3 separate regions of the Zea mays genome follow, and all the other regions are linked to region 3. Evidence: chromatin contacts called from public Hi-C data. All regions are on one chromosome and are shown on one strand. The core of a region is the stretch at or near the end of the contact, and the rest is flanking DNA. Distances in the headings are between cores, read along the strand shown.

Region 1 (3,309 bases), core at 134-2,633, 160 kb after region 3:
ACATCCGCTGCGGCGCCGTGGTCCGCCTGTTCCTCGCCGGTGTCGTCGTCGTCGCGCATCCGCTTCATGCCGATAGAGACGCCGAACAGCCTCGAGGCCTGGTCAGGATCCGCTTCGGCGACGAGGCCCGCGGCCGCGGTGGCAAGACCCGGGCACGCGGGCATTAGTTCGAGGATCGCCGGGGGGAGGGGCGGAGGCGCGGGTACGGCCTCCGATGACTCGCCGGAGCAGTTGACGACAGAGGAGAGCGCTGCAGAGGCGTCTAGCTGCTGGGAGGAGGCGTACTTGGTCATGAGGAGCAAGATGTTGTTGCAGAGCTTCTTCATCTGCCCGAGCTCGCGGGTCAGCCGCGCGTTCTCCCGCCGGAGGCGCTCGTTTTCCTCCCCCGTGTCGCCGGACGCCGACGCGCTGACGGAGCCGGAAGCGGCAGCCTGCGGGTGGTCCTCGGCGGATCCGGAGTTAGAGGAGAGGACATGCTCGTCGGTAGAGAGCGACGGTGAGGCCGGCCGCACCGGCAGAGCCATGGGGATCGGCGCCGCGGCCACCGTTACGGCCCCGGACGCGGCAGCGGCGGCCGCAGTGGCCAGCCCCGCCGCCGGAGCCGGTGCTACCTTCCGTCGGTGTATGTCGCAAAGCAGGCGCTTCTCCCCACGGCGGAAGAAGTCGTTGGCGAACTCCCACCGGTCGGGCACCATCTTCCTAAATCCCTACGTCACAACCAAGCCAAAGACATCGGTACATCACTCAGACATGGAGCTCCATGCCGAGCCAAACTAAGCCCAACCCACATGGGCACACCGGACGGAGGAATATAAGCCTAGCGAGCATCAGGTAACGTACGTAGGTGTTGAGCTGCCGCACAAAGCTGGAGAAGTTATTGTGCTTGAAATACTTGGGGAGGAGGTCGCGCGCAAACTCCGCCGGCCGCCACACCACGAACGTCGAGCCGTCCTCGTTCCACGAGATCACGTCGTCCACCGCCGGGTCGTCCACCAGCTGGTACGTCTTGGTCAGGAACGGCGTCGGCAGGGACCTCTGCCCGGCCGCGTCCGCAGCAAGCGCTGGGGCTGGCGCCGGGGCAGTCGCAGGCGCAGGCGCAGGGGGGTCGCTGCCAGCGGCCTCCCCGGCTGCGCCGCCCTGCTCGGCCATCCGGCCAGCGCCGCAGCCCGGCTGGATCTGAGCCGGCGACTTCCAGATGCGGGAAAGAGCGAGTCGCGTTGGGTGGAAGTGGAAGGTACGCAAGAAGAAGCCTTCTGGAAGCTTCGTTTGCGGATTAGGAAATTTTATACTCCCAACGGGAGGAGGACGGGAAACGAGAGGAGACTAGGAGAGAAACGGTGAGAAAGGTAGCACGAGGAAAAAACCCGACCCACTTTGTGAACCGGACTGCGACAAAAACCACTCACTAAAGCTTGCCAGCTGGTGGGCCCAGCGCTAGATGTCAGATATGGCTCCGGTGTGGCACGGCCGGCCGGGATGGGTGATAGCGCAGGATTGTGGTTCTACGCGGAGCAACGGGTATAGATGTTCAAACAGTGCGGGCCGCACGTTTGGCCCGTGGCACAGCACGAATTTAGCCCGATCCAAACACGGCCCGGCACGGTCGGTTACGGGCCAGGGTATGGGCACATACGGCGGCTCGCGTGTTTTGGCCCGGCCCGGCCCGATAAATGGGTCGGCACGACGACGGCCCGCATATTTATGTAAATACTAAATATGTAAATACATTTAATTCTCTCATAGTATGTAAATACTAAATACGCGTCCAAACATATATAAAATGCATACATAAATATAAAATGCATACATAAATATTTTGTTGTCTTAATATATATAAATAATATGTTATTATATATGATTAATTCTGTTAAATATATGTATTTATATACCGTTCTACTGTTGGTTCGGGCCAGTGTCCGGTCCGGTCCGTTGAGGCCCACCGGGCCAACGGGCCGGCCCGGCACGATTTTTCCCTGTGTGTGTCGGGTTTGGGCATGTCCCTAGGCACGTGGGCCAGCCCGACCCGGCCCGAAGCATCAACGGGCCGTGTCTGGCCCGGCCCTATTCGTACCGGGCCAAAACGGGTTCGGGCGGGGTCCGTGCCGGGTGGCCCGTTTGGATATCTATAGCAACGGGTAGGGTGTGTAGCAGGGTTGCGGGCGGAGAAAGTGCTCGAAGGCCGGAAGGTTCCTGCCCTTTTCATGCCCATTCCTTCTGGAAGGTTCAGGTAGGCGCGGTGGTGGGGTGGATGGGACACGTTTCGACCTTCGAACCACGGATGCTGGGTGGAAAGATTTCCAGCTTGTTCGCTGCGGCTTGCTGCGGCTGCAATCCGGCTGCGGCTGCGGCTTCTACAGTATTTTTCTCTCTATGGATTGCAGCTGCAGCAGTCCAAGCAGCTGCAGCAGTGTCGGCTTGTAGCCAGCCGAACACGCCCTTCTTCTTCCTCCTCTATCTTTTCTTTTTATTTTTTTCATAGCCTCGAGCCCTCAACACTCACGCTAGTTTGATAACTTCATTTTAAAAGAAAATTAAACTAATTTTTAAAGAAAAAATAAAAATCCTTTGTTAAAATAGGGTTGTCAAACTAGCACTCTTGGCGTATTTTAGGGCTAGTTTATTAACTCTATTTTTCCACGTGATTTCTATTTTCTAAAGAAAAATAAACTAATTTCGATTGGGAAATGAAAATCCCTTGATAAAATGGAGTTTCCAAACTAGCTCTAGGGGTAAAAAAATACTTTAAGGGATAGTTTAAAAACTCCATTTTCACAATAGATTCCTATTTTCCTAAAAAAATGAACTAATTTCTCTTGAAAAGATAGAAATCCCTTTGAATACACATTTGAAACCATGAAAAACGGCAACTTAAACATACGATAGTTGGTGTTTCATATACCTTGGTAAACGAAAAGGAGTTCTTTTAGTATAGTAACAGGAATGCAAACTTAATGAAAAATGTTCATTCATTAATTGTGTATTTCCTTGAAGATACATGACACACCAGTTCTATTTAGATTTAAACTAGTTGTATTATATTCTTAGTGGAGTTTTTTTAATAGGTGAGATAAAAGATGAGTTTCATATATAAATGGTATTCGATTGCTATGGTTTCTAACACTAGATGAGGCATTGAATTAAATGTCATGGACAAGCTATGAAACAATATAAAGAAAATTATGTACTGAGGGTGATTTTTTTCATTCATTTTTCATGTACCGGTGCACAATACGTGTGACATGCACGTGTGTCTATCAAAAATATCCTCTATAAGAAAGAAACTATAATGACTTCTTTGAGAAGTAATAA
Region 2 (3,319 bases), core at 805-3,304, 190 kb after region 3:
AATATTCAGAATAGTGTGCTCTGTGCTGAGCTTGTGTGCTGATATATATATATATATATATATATATATATATATATATATTGAATGCATTATGTGCTGATATTTGAAAATATAATATTAGTGATTGTTGGTATTATTTGGAAACTTTAACTAATACATGTTGTCTTTAAAAAAATTACATTATTTTTGTTTTGTTCCCCACAGTTTCAGGTCAACGAACCTATAGTCACTGTTGCTTTCTTTTGTGGTAATCTTTGTATTTAAACTGTAGGTGAGTTTTTGACAACTGAAAAAGCGCGAAGATGGCACAAGGTGTATGATGAACTTGCCTCTGGTGGCAAGCTCTATCACGCATAAGAGAGCACCTCCCTTCTGGTAAAGCATGCTTAAGAGTCAACATTGATGCAACCAGAGTGGGAAATGTGGCTCGCTTTATCAACCATTCATGTGATGGAGGCAACCTGCATCCAGTGCTGGTGAGGAGCTCTGGTTTGTTGCTCCCAAGGCTCTGCTTCTTTGCTTTGCTGCCAGGGATATCTTGGAGGGAGAAGAGCTCACCTTCAATTACGGTGATGCTAGGGTTAGGCCCAAGGGTTTGCCATGCTTTTGTGGAAGCTCGGGTTGTTCTGGTGTGCTTCCTTCAGAAGAAACTTAAGAACTGATGCCATCACCTGGGATGTCTTACATATGAGTTTGATTCTATTTCTGACTTCGCAATAACATTGGCTTCATGAGGAATTGCTTGGCCCACTCTTTTAGCCATACTGTAATGTGTGCAACAAAAAAACAAGCTGTCAGTTTTTTGTGAAGAACTGGTCATGTTTGTAATGTGATCTGTTTTGGCTGGACATGTGTTTCCTGCTTATAGTGGATTGGCAGATTCTTTGACTGTCAATTTTCTAGCATATGAGGCTCAACACGACAGCCAACCTAGCATGGCAACACAACTTATGATAATTGTTTCTTTTCCAGGATCTCTCAGTTTTTGTTTGTTTTGGGCTTATACTCTTGTCAATTTGGTTGCTGCCGCACTGTGTGTGGCCGCTGACCGCATGCGCTAGGCTTAACTATGTAATAGAAACCGTGGCAACGCACGGGCACCTACCTAGTATACTATAAAAGAGTGAAGGAATTGTAAAATACCTTTCACCATAGAATTCTATCCACTTTATGTCTCATCCCTTAGATGGGCTTTAAAAATAAATCTAAGGGCTAGTTTGAGAACCCAATTTTCTAAGGGTTTGTTATTTTCCATGAAAAAATAAAGTAATTTCCTTAGGCTAGTTTGGGAACATCGTTTTCCCAAGGTATTCTAATTTTTTCAAAGGAAAAATAAACTAATTTCCCTTGGAAAAATTGGAATCTCTTGAGAAAACGGTGTTCCCAAACTAGCCCTTAGAAAAATGAAAATCTCTTTAAAAATTGGGGTTCCCAAACTAGCCCTAACACAAAAAAAAGACCTGGAACAAAAAATCTAACCACTTTTTATCTATACAGGATGACAACATGATAATTCTAGAACAATAGATTTCCGATGGTTTTGTATTGTGCTGGCATTTTGTACTTTTAGAACAAAAGAAGTCTCCACAATTGTGTGTTGTTCATGATTTTTTTATTGGAAAAATAGTTGATGTCTTTTCTGACTATCATAAAGAGGCTGAAGATCATTTATCCAATGAAGATAATTTATTCAAAGCAGTATGTAGCAGGGACTAAACAACTTTAATTGCCACCATAAAAATCCACTTAATTGATGGAGATCTGACAAACCTATGAAAATTTACTATAAACGTTTCGTTTTTTTTTCACCAGCTTGACAATTTGAATGTATCTAACATTTTTGCAATGACCATCAGGTGTTCGGATGATGACGAAGCCATTGATCTGTCTGCTCAACACAACCACCTCCGAGCCGTCCTCACTCAAGTCCTATTCCTCTCACCTTTCCTGACAAGCATGCAGGCTCGAACCATGGCACATATTGTGAGGCCGTCCAGCCTCCTCAGCAAGCCGACTCACACGGTGCACTACTACTGGCGCAAGGTCGATGACGCGCTGATGCGGCCTATGTTTGGCGGTCACGTGTTCGTGCCCTTCTCTCCTGGATCACCCACCGAGCAGAGCGTCCACGTCGGACGGTGAACGCAGCTGACAAGGGAACAAAGCGTCTGACGCCAAGAAACGACCAAGACATGGTTTTGCTGAATGGGGATTTGGCTGCTAATGGTCAGATGATGGCGTTTTTGTTTGTTGATAGCTTCTGATGGTGGGTTTGCAATGGTGAGGTGTCAGTTGGTTTGGATCAGCAGGAATGCAGGATGAAGAAAACACACACACATATTCGACCATTTATATTGTAAAAGGAGCATCAGCAATGAGACAATGGAAGTAGAAATGAAGTAGCAAAAGGAGCATCAGCAATGCAACATCACCATCACAATCATTTGCGCACGTCCTGTAATTTTGCAAATTCAACATATGAGATGTTACTGGTACAGTAACATTCCGGTAAGCCAATATCTACAGATTTCAAAACGTACGGGAAAACGAAGCATGCCTCGCTTCCTCAGATGTAAACTACACTTCTTGACTAGTCTTGGCTGCTTGTGTCTGAAAAGATGGCAACCATATCTCAACACGACTCCCTCCGGTGCCTATAACCGCATCAGTCCTTCGAGGTGATATCACACGCAGGACGCATCCATATTCCTCAAGTAGCTCACGTGCGACCGTTAATCCCGCGATGAAGTTCCACGTCATGTTATCTTCGAGCATACCATCTGCAAGGTCTGATCCAAATGGGGCCAGGGAGCGCATCTGAGTCTGCAAGGGACAAATAAAGGAGATTTGGAAAATTTAATCAGTTGTTAGCAATGAACAGACACTGTGAATACATGAGGGTCATTAAATAGCTTGAAACTAAGACATCCAAATTTCCACTTCCACTTGTTCTTCACAAGAATTTACTAAATAGCCCCAGTAAACAGGATTTTCTATTTCCACTTTCATCCCTGATCAATATGTCAATCAAGAATGTGCATTTATTCTTCACAAGTTTTAGGTTTACTATGGAAAGAACGAGTGTACTGTATTACCACTAAAATGTGTATTCTCTTACCATGTATTGCATATCAGGCCCATCATCATCGATGACCACGAGAGCGCCTCCTGCAGGTGCTTCGACTGCACATATTTGAACTACTCCACCATGCTGTGTACGTAGGAGCGCTCCCTCAATCAGATTACTCAAGGCTTTTCTTAAAGCAGATTCCTCAACAGCAACATGAAGTGGATGTGAAATTTCTGTTAAATCTAATGT
Region 3 (3,511 bases), core at 773-3,272:
TGTAGGTGGTGCTCTCATCGCGGTTTCAGTGGCAAGGATCCTTGGAGCAGTGTTCCGTGTGATGGGCGGCGAGGTCCCCGTACACTTTAAGGTGGTTGTTTCTGAGGAGATTCGAGTTTGAGGAGGTGGATGTGGCAGGGCCCCCACGCATTGAGCGTTCAAGTTGGCTACGCTGGTGTTGCGACGAGAGTTTCTTCTTATGCAAGGCTAGAGCCGGGGGATTGACGGTCATGTGTGTGTGGCTGTGTGCGACATGAGGATGATAACCCCGTGGCGGTGGAGTTCGAGGTGTCACTCAGGCTTGCAGCGGGTCGCGGCTTTTGGCGTGGCACAACGTTGGCGACGACGGCGCAGTTCTGGGTGGCGTACCTTTGGCTTCCCTCCCAGGTTGAGGTGGTGTAGAGTTTTGTTGGGTGCGTTGTTTGCGTGGTGATGTTCGGTTCGACTCAGTTGTTTTTCTAAGGTTTGTAGTTGTGCGGGTTTGTCTCCACTAGTGTGGTCTACGAACCGTAGTGTTGTACGGTGAAGCCCCATAGTTGAGTCGAGTTGTGCGATTTTTGGGCCTAGTTTTTTCCTTAAAAACTGGGTCAATTCCCTTCTTCTATTAATATATACGGCAAAGCAAAGCTTTTGCCATCGTTTCGAAAAAAAGACAATAACGTGGTATTTGAGTACACCATAGTATTTTAGACCAAAAGGCATTTAGGAGCACATCTAAAAACTCTGTATTTTAAACAATGGTTTTACCAATACCATGGTATTTTGGGGTAAAAAAACTTCGGTCTAAACCAAGGTTTTTTGTTTGCACGCAGCTGCAGTCTTCTGTTCTCCTACACTACAACTGAAATATTGTGTCTCCAAACAGATGTTGGATTAGAATGATGTAAAATATACCATAGGTATGTCATGGCATACAATAACTATGGTATTATAAATTGTGGTTTTGAGAAATAGAGTTCCAAAACAGGCCCTTAGACCGTGTCCAGCAGTTCACCTATATGGTCACCCAAAACAATGTTTTACACTGTAGAATGCACTGTTTGCATTTTGCAGACTAAAGTTTAAATATGGGGATGAGGACAGATAAGCCGCTGGAGATAGTCTTAGGCAATTGTAGTGATGCATATTACTCATTACAAGAAACATGGGTTTTGAATAGCACAGAACGATCTCATCTTTCAAAGAATTGTAACTTGTAACAAAAGAAAAACACTGCACAGAATTATCATTAATTGAAAGTCAGACAGCAGAACAGCTCTGTGGCTCCACAACTAACTCTTGGTACAAAACTGTCTACATCGTATGAAAATGTGTATCCTAAGTACCCAGCAGCTCCATGTCAACCAATCGCTGCAATGATTGAGAGAATCCAATGCATCCATAGTTCCATACCTTGAAAGCGTCAGTCTTGCCCTTGGTGATCTGGTTCTTGGCAATGCAGCTGTTGAGCACATCCCTAGTAAACTCGTCGGGGTTCTTCCCATCGTCGATCAAACTAACAACACATGAACCATTTATAACCGTACCATAGCACGGGTCAAGAGCAAAAGTTGGGCAGGATGATGAGTGAAGATATCAGATCAAGGAGCTCACTTGACGACCTCCATTGGCACCTGGATGTTACAACCCTCGGCTAGTTTCTGCATCGTGTCGAGCTCCGCCACGAGCGCGTTCCTGAGCCACGACGCACACAACAGTGAACAGCAACGCAAACCCTAAGAGTTACAGCCCGAGGACAGGGCGGAACCGAATTGAGTGATCTCGGGCAACTCACAGGCGCTGGAGGAGGGGAAGCTGGGAGGCAGAGTTGAAGGAGGAGACGGTGAGGTTGAGCTGGTGGAGCAGGCCCAGCGTCTTCTGGATCGAGCTCGTCACCTGCGCCAGGTTCTGCTTCGACGCGTCCTCCGGGCGCTCCCCTCCGGCCCCCGATGCTTGGACGCCATTCCCTGCGGCGGCGGCCGCAGCGGAAGGATTCGCGGCGACGTTCTCCATGGTGCTGCCGGAGGTCAGAAGAGGAAAATGAAGGAAAGGAGTCGGACAGAGAGGAAGCGAGCCACACCCACCGGACCGGGTCACTGTCGAAGGTTTTCTCGAGGTATGAAAACCAACAGGACGGAAAAACTATCTTTCATTTCCGTATCCACGTTTTATCATCGGAAAATATTAGAAACAGAGTCGAGATCGAAATAGTCAAAAACTGAGACGGGATAAACGAAATTGTGAAAGCGAACAAAAACCGAAATATTAAGGGCATAATTTAATACAAATAAAAATGATATTGATATTTGACTAGTGATTGATTGGCAGGACAATAACATAAAACAAATAGATATAGAGAGGCAACATTCTACTGATGTTTGATTGCTAATAGTGTACATTTAGCTATATTTGATGTCGTTTAAGACTTTAGACCACTTGTCATAAAAGAACCGATGCTTACAATGACCATTTTTGCTATAATTTGTCACCTAAAGACACGAGGCTTTAGTTTATATACTAATGCATATTAGGCTGGTCCTATATTTATCAAATACGGAATAAATATGGGTTCAATCCGGATAAAAACGAGATCTCATAAAAACGGACGGAATAAACTCTCTCATGTTTCCATTCCGTTTCCATACTTTTCCCTAACATAATAATATGTCAATGCATCCTTGATGCTATTTTGGTTTTCATATTTCTCTACGCAGATTTAGACATTTAACCAACTATTCTAAGAAGAAAAAACAATCAAGAAGTTAATATAAAAATAGAGAAAAAACAACAACATTTGATAGTTATACAGTAGTAGTGGTTGTGACATGCCTTCCTAATGAATATGTCGTCACATAGAAATCCTCTTCTATGAGTCATTCATATATTTAGACGTGGATATTGAAAATATAATGTATATAAGAACAATATAAAAGATTTATCTTGCTTAATCAAGAAAGTGAAGCAGTAGCCATTACAAAAAAGAAATAGATTATATCAAATTTCAAATGATTATTATTGTATTTTTGCGAGTTCGACGTCATAACCTGTAGCGCCGAGCTAGGTGCCCCATACCTCCACACCATAAGTCTCGGCACCGAGCCGTGTTACTTCGGTGTTGTGACCTTTGGCGTCGAGGAAAAGGTCCAAAACAAGAATAAATCTTCCAAGAGATCAAAAGTATTTTTTACCAAAAAGTTAAATTGCAAAAAAATGGTCTGCAGGCCTGGCCGATCAAAGTTCTCTCAATTGCTTTTGAGACATTTTTTTATATAATCGTAAAGCTTTTAATACAAATATTAGTACATAAAATATTTTTTTAATAATAATTTAATAGGAATAAAATTATCTTTTCATATGAAAGTTAACACCGTTAAAAAATAGCGTTAGTATCATATGTGAAATCAAATTTATATAAAGTAGATTTATATTTGAGACTTTTTTTAACTAGTGCAGGTTACCGATCATATAAAATTACCCATACACGCACGTATACGAATACGATTGTACATCTGATAGGTATATTTTTAATAGG

The links. A called contact is a pair of places that touch in the nucleus more often than the background predicts.
Region 1: a Hi-C map of endosperm shows a contact between it and region 3, with 2.7 times the contacts expected there. The contact joins the promoter of LOC103633075 here to the promoter of LOC100283957 in region 3. A contact is called at or near these places in 2 of 25 Hi-C or Micro-C datasets (endosperm and leaf).
Region 2: a Hi-C map of ear shows a contact between it and region 3, with 4 times the contacts expected there. The contact joins the enhancer-like site here to the promoter of LOC100283957 in region 3. A contact is called at or near these places in 7 of 25 Hi-C or Micro-C datasets (bundle sheath, ear, leaf and 2 more) and 1 of 3 datasets of contacts at active chromatin or transcription factors (leaf).

Annotation. Positions count from the first base shown.
Region 1 is chr7:148,371,585-148,374,893 of Zm-B73-REFERENCE-NAM-5.0, reverse strand. It overlaps LOC103633075 (heat stress transcription factor B-2c), which reads right to left and starts at 1,383. Exons shown (of 2, transcript XM_008654755.4): 1 at 841-1,383; 2 at 1-707. The coding sequence starts at 1,149.
Region 2 is chr7:148,344,211-148,347,529 of Zm-B73-REFERENCE-NAM-5.0, reverse strand. It overlaps LOC100281717, which reads right to left. Exons shown (of 9, transcript NM_001154637.1): 8 at 3,119-3,319; 9 at 2,418-2,823. The coding sequence ends at 2,578. Among protein-coding and RNA genes, the nearest start is that of LOC103633071, 3.0 kb to the left of the region's middle. Within about 2 kb of position 2,054, at least 9 of the 20 cell types and tissues checked have an H3K27ac peak or open chromatin away from gene starts, as enhancers often do. A contact at or near this core is called in ear and seedling, where this site is marked.
Region 3 is chr7:148,530,328-148,533,838 of Zm-B73-REFERENCE-NAM-5.0, reverse strand. LOC100283957 (mediator complex subunit 10 CG5057-PA) reads right to left here and starts at 2,022. Exons shown (of 5, transcript NM_001156855.1): 1 at 1,775-2,022; 2 at 1,594-1,674; 3 at 1,393-1,495. The coding sequence starts at 1,992.